2 separate regions of the Rattus norvegicus genome follow, and region 1 is linked to region 2. A link is a contact called in public Hi-C data. All regions are on one chromosome and are shown on one strand. The core of a region is the stretch at or near the end of the contact, and the rest is flanking DNA. Distances in the headings are between cores, read along the strand shown. Region 1 has its middle 5.6 kb from the start of Trnah-gug10. Region 2 overlaps Nfib (nuclear factor I/B).

The links. Hi-C and Micro-C count contacts between places; a contact is called where the count stands out from the background.
Region 1: a Hi-C map of psoas muscle shows a contact between it and region 2, with 3 times the contacts expected there. The contact joins two enhancer-like sites.

What each region holds. Positions count from the first base shown.
Region 1 is chr5:102,125,958-102,129,230 of GRCr8, forward strand. No RefSeq gene overlaps it. Among named protein-coding and RNA genes, the nearest start is that of Trnah-gug10, 5.6 kb to the right of the region's middle. Within about 2 kb of position 1,839, at least 8 of the 93 cell types and tissues checked have an H3K27ac peak or open chromatin away from gene starts, as enhancers often do.
Region 2 is chr5:101,960,341-101,963,287 of GRCr8, forward strand. The region is part of intron 2 of Nfib (nuclear factor I/B); the gene reads right to left. Among named protein-coding and RNA genes, the nearest start is that of Nfib, 58 kb to the right of the region's middle. Within about 2 kb of position 1,546, at least 35 of the 93 cell types and tissues checked have an H3K27ac peak or open chromatin away from gene starts, as enhancers often do.

The sequences.
Region 1 (3,273 bases), core at 589-3,088, 170 kb after region 2:
GTGCGCCTCTGCCATGTCCTAGGCACTCAAAAGTATCCCCAGACATTAAGACAGCCCCTGAAGATGCAAATTGTTCCTGCTGCACAATGATGCCAAGAGTCCTTCAGGTCACACTGCATGAGAGCCAAGCTGAGACTGCAAGAGGGGACCAAGTCTCTTTCCTTCCTGTGCTCGTCACCCAAGAGCCAGAGCACGTGTTATCCAGTAGTTATCTCTGTAAAGACTGTTTCTCAGTCTTTTGGGCTCTTGGTAATAAAAGGAAGATTGCTCTAGGCTCCCAACTGGGGTTAAGTGGTTGTGCATATCTTTATCATTCTTGTGACCTGCTTTGTTTTTTTCACACTCTTTTACTGAATTGTGCCATATGAATTTTGTTTCTTTCGTTAGGGCAAAGATGTTACCTATTTCATCCAGTCGTCTAGCCTCTTTACTTGCCATTGTGCCTAGCATATTGTAATGGTGATAATTATAATAATTATAAGCCGTCGAGAAGGTCAACAGCTATGGGTGCTTGCTGAGCAAGCCTGACAACTTGGTTTGACCCCTGGAACCCACATAAAGGTGGAAAGAGAGAACTGACTCCACAAAATGCTTGTCTGACTTCCATAGCCACGCCATGGTGTGAGTGCCCAGGAATACACCATTCACACACACAATAATTTCAAAACCTAAAATCCAAGTTCTAGTAATGAGGGTAATAACAACCAAGGTGAGAATTTGCCTCCACACTGTCCTCTGTGCTGTTGTTCTATTAGCTCGGGCTGTCTACCCGTCCCCTCTGTAGGGTGTATTTGTCAGTTACATGGTGTACGTGGACAAAGAGACACAAGAAGAGACCAAATTATCTGCCTGTGATGGGTGCCCAGCTTGTAGTTTAAATAGAGGTGTCTGCCTGGGAGCTCAAATGTTTAGCAACTAGACAGCACCATGCTCCTTACTTTAGATAGCGTGGTAACTTTGGTGTTACCATCACTCTAGGAACTGGATTCATTGGAAGCAGACACTGCAGACTAGACAGAGGAGACTACGTTTCTCTAGTGCCCTGAGGGTGCTCCTAGCACAGCAAATAACGCACAAGTGTGCGAACTTGGTATTCGAGAAAGAGAAAGGTAAGGCTGTGCACCCAGGTGGAAAAAACCGAGGAGAGCACGGGACACGTGTAGCAGCTGACAGAAGTGCAGGATTCCAAAGAAACAGAAGCACTGTGTCTCAAGGAAATCTGGGGGTAGATTCTTTAGTGCAGTCTTGTCTCTGAGTAAGACTGGGCTATGGAAAGATCCAGACTTGACTCTGGTTTGGCAGGCAGTTAGTGAGGCTATGGTTGTTACGGCCTCTGCCTGTCTTTGGAATTCCTGGGGAAAGAAGAAAGCATAAATGGCTAGACCCAAGCTTGAAGGCAGCTGCAGCCAAAAATTCTGGTCAAAATTCCTCCTGGTTTGGATTTGGGGATCCGTGTGTTCACGAAATGACAAAGAGGAAAAGAGGAGGCAAGGGATGCAGCGACATAGAAATGGGAACAGGAGAATGTGAGAGGGGCTCCCAGCTGTCTGATTTGTGTGGTGTGATCCCTGACATGGCTCCGGCTCGGCGGGATTTATGTGGCTTCATTAATCACACTTTCTTTTGAAATGGTATTTTCTGCCTTGGAGCCTTTGAACATTGACATCCAAACACAATATATTCCTTTAAAATCACCTCTGGATAAAGACAACCTGTGGAGGTAATTTCCCCAGCTCCTAGGTGGGGTCTGTTTGGTTCTTAGATCTTGATGTAATGTGTGAAATTGGCCCCTCCCTGCCCAGACAGAAAGGAGTTCCTTGTCTCTGATCCACAACAAGCAGTGCCATCTAGTGGCAGTCTGCTTTTATCCTGGATAATGAGAAAAGGGCCTTCCAGCTCAGCAAGCGTTCCCAGGACTTGGAAAAAGCACCTACTTTTGCCATGCGGTTACACGACAGAGACAAGAGTGTCATAGAACTGCCACCAATCAAAGTCACTGAGTCCAGGGTAAGCCTTTTGTCGATGGGTTGTCAGCTTTTGAGGTCTGGGAAGTCCACACAAACCACACAGAACAGAGTTTCTTGGGAGGGGGAGGAGGGCAAGAGGGAGCATTCTTCCCAACTACATTTCGTCTTGTCTAACTTTAAAACTGCTCCTTGTTTGCTGATGAGCAAACCATAAAGAGGTCGTGTCTGAAGCCAAGCAGTGGAAGTAGCAGAGATGGGGCTAACCCAGGTCTCTCTACGCGTGCTTTCTGAATCTGCTTCTGTTGGAATTTCCCTTCCTGGAGGCCAACACCCCCAAATCTCCCACAGACTGTCAGCAACTGAATTATCAGTCCCACCTTAGAAGAACTGGGGGCCCTGTTAGGGTTTTTAGACTATGGTTCCCGTGGCTGAGATGCTGAGGGAGAAGTGGCCCAGGCTTTACTTCTCATTGCCCTTATCCTTGAGATTGAAGCACAACAGTTTGCTAGCCTTTTGCAAAGCCAACTGCTTCTCCTGGGGCGCCACACCTTAGGGCATCCTCGGGGCACCTGAGAAACAACCTTCTTGCTTCAGCACTGCTCCTTAAAAGTGAACTCTAGCTCGTCAGATCCTGTCTTAACAAATCATTTCCTATGGATCGGTGAGCTTTCATTGTGGAAAAATAAGTTTAAAATATAGTCTTCGTAACTGGAGAATAGAGAGTGGCTGAAAACAAGAAACTACATTTTTTTTAAAAGAAAAGTAGCTGATTTACTCGGGGTTGTTCAGAGTGTGACTTGGTCAGACAAATAAATGGAGATTTTCTTTGTTTCTGAAAGTTGACTGAAGTAGAAACAAAAATGTCATCCAGGGCTATAAAGCCTCTTCAGTGCAAGGCATCAACCATGGGCCCCAATGAAATAGCTCTGCTCCATTGTACGGCAGAAAGCAAGAGAGGAAGAATGTCTGGTTACAGCTGGCGGTAATGAAGTGAGGGTATGCAGCTCTGGATCTTTAACTGGTAGGTAACCGTATCGTGTTGTTTGAACAACCTTTAACAGACCACACAGACAGGCCAATGTGAGGGACATGAAGGTCTAGGTTACAGAGCAAATGAATATATATTTGGTCACAACTACTGGCCAAAGACACAGAAAATAAGAGAGTGCAGGATATTCAGCCCTCTAGTTATCATATCTTACACGTCCCTCTCCAAGGCCCAGGAATCATTGAGGAAGAAGGGCCGGAAAGAGTGTAGGAGTCAGAGGCAGTGGATGCTACAAGGACACATCAGGACAGCCGCACA
Region 2 (2,947 bases), core at 296-2,795:
AGCTGATAGTTTATACCATGAAGCTTGGTCCCCAGTAAGAAGACTGGTGTACCTACAGGGAAGGCAACACGGGGATAGCATAAAGTGAGAGCCAGAGAGACACTGGCAATGACAGTAGAGAAAGCGTTGTCCTTACAGTAGTCAGTGCCCGAGGGTAAACTGGACATTAAATCACATCCGAGAGTAACCTCCCTCCTCAGTTCTCCCTGCTTTGCTTCAATCTCTGACACCTAGAGTTAACAAATAACCCAACGCCAGCAAAACCCTGGTACCTTTCAATGGTTAAACAGCCCCTGAAATACACAGAGGGAAATGAGGGAAGTCAGAATAAGCTGAAGGCAGCGTTTTTGTTTTTGTTTTTTTCCCAGGACACTTCAGTAGATTGTTATAAGCTTGAAAAGTGTTAGCTTAGTGAAGAAACTATCCAGGGGTCTGTGTTAGTGCCGACATTATTTAGGTACTGTTTGGTTTTCGATGTTTTGGTAAACTGACTCATGAACTCCATGGGCGAGTCACCGTCCCTGCTGCAGTCTGTCTACCTGCTCCCAGGAGAGTGGTGCCAGTCACCTGTAAGAGCTTCTGTTGGAAAGAAAGTATGTCTTAGAAAAACTTCCTACAAAAAAAAAAACAAAAACAAAAACAAAAAAAAAAAACAAGAGTGAACACGCCACGCTCGCTGAATTACAACATGTAAAAACGTGCAACCCTGGGAACGGGACTTCATTTGAAGCACATAGAGAAAAGTATAAAAGTTACTACGAAGAAATCATCTTTTTTCTAGTAAAAAGCTGATTAATCCACTGGGAATTCTGCACGATCCAAAAGGATCTGCTTCTCTGGACTTATAGTAACTGGTTACAAATGCTTCTTTGCTGAGATATAATACTTACCACAGGATTTGGGGGAGAGCATATGAATGGGTTCATAAAATCATGAATAAATATTAAATGCCCAGTTTTCCAAAGTTTTCTTGTAGGTGATATCTATTCCCTAGGTATGCCTGGGGTGTAGCACCTGACGTTTAATATGATTAAAGATTATAGCATTTTTTGGTTTAAAAGCAACAAATGAGAAACTTCAAGGAAAACCAGTCTACTGGCATTCCTTTGAAATATGCATATAAAGGGCCCTACAGTGTTTTTCCTTGCCGTTGGGTGTACGTTGTGCAAGAGAGGAATTCCTGGTACAGCAACTGCATGAGGAATTAGAACATTGCCTCCAAAGTTTTATCTAATTGCATACCAACACATAACGAAAGACATGATGTATGTACAGTAGCTAAAGAGTTAATCATTAGCAACTCCGCTAAAAAATCCTAATGGCAGACTGCCCATCATTCTTTTAGACAGAGCTTGTCAGAAAAACTGGGGCAGCTTGTCCAGCTCAGCAGTCAACTGATTACTAGTGAACTCAATGGGGCTCCCAGCCAACCCCTGAGATTGCTGCCAGCCCCTTGGGTATTCAAAGGCTAAGTTCCAATGTGGTTTACTTTGCCAGGATCACGTGATGTCAGTGCTATTTTTCTCCTGACCAGAATAACCAGTCAGTCAAGCTGCTGGGAGTACTGTCAGTGAGCTGCACAGCACTTCACTAGCAGAGGTCACAGACACACTAGGCTACCACTCTTTTCACGATCCAAGGGTCCAGGGACTCCAGGGGGAGCTCAGCTAATCCCCATGTGTCTGTTCCAGAGACTCAAGTCCAGCATACAAAGTCTGCCCAGGAGACAAGGGACTACTCTAACTCACTGGACCAGGTATAGCTAGAGAGCACAACACACAGGGCCAACCTTTTGTGAATGCCCAGCTGGGTAGGAAAAACAAACAGAAGCAGGCCTGGACTTTTGTTTCTGTTGCATTACTAGAGAATTAATGGGAAGCCACATGAATTCTGTAGGATTTAGTCACCCTCATCAACGTACGCCCACATTCTTTGCATGGTGGTAAGATAGCAGTTCACTTTTCCATTTATCAGTATGTTTTTTCAGTTGCGACATGATTTACAAGGGTGAATACACTCTGTTTTGAAAACTGTGGTTTTTAAAACTAGTAAGCCTTATCTCTTAGTGAGAGAAACTATTTCACTCCCTAACACACAATACAGAGAATTAAAAAATACGACCTACTTTGTAATCTTTCTCCTGGGAGAAACATAAAACATTAGAGAGTGCAAGAGGCTGGCACGGCTGGGGCTCGCCATGATCCACATCCTGACCACATGGCTCAGTGATCTAAAAGACCTCAACGCTGCTCTCAATCATTTCCAATCTTCTCTTCTAATTTTTAGTCATTTTTTTTATTATTATTATGTGTGGTGTGGAGAGGTGCACATGGAGGTCAGGAGACAACATGGGAATCACTTCTCTCCTTCTACCACAAAGGCCCTTCCTTTTTTTGCCTGCTTGCTAAAGGGGATTGCACTCAGGAGTGACTGTGGCCTGCATTCAATTCAGGTAGACTGGTATAAGAAGTCAACCTGTCAGAAATTTGCAAAGTAAGAAAAAGACCTGAGGACGGAGGGAGGGCCGAGAGGGGGAGGGGTTCTGGAAGGAGCAGAGAACCAAACCAGAGCACAAAGTAGGCAGGAAAGAAAGGTGAGTTTCCAGAAAAGCACACCGAGAGAAAGCTGTAATTTTTTTTCTTTTATCAATGCTTCTTAATTTTCATTCATTACACTTATGAAAAAGTTTAAACAGATTCACAACAGCTACAAAGCCGATGTCATCACCATCACTCAGTCTAATCAGGTCCTATAGTCTGCTCTTCCTGATGGTGATAACTCATCTTGGACTATTCAGCTTATCTTTTGTCCTGGCCTTTTCTTTCCATGGTAAAGACACCGTATCTTACCTCTAGCACAACATCTGTGATGCTCTACCAAACGTCTGAAAGAAAGAAGCTTGCGCGGTGCCAGTCCTTTGGTGCAAAGGGACTAAGCCACTGTCACC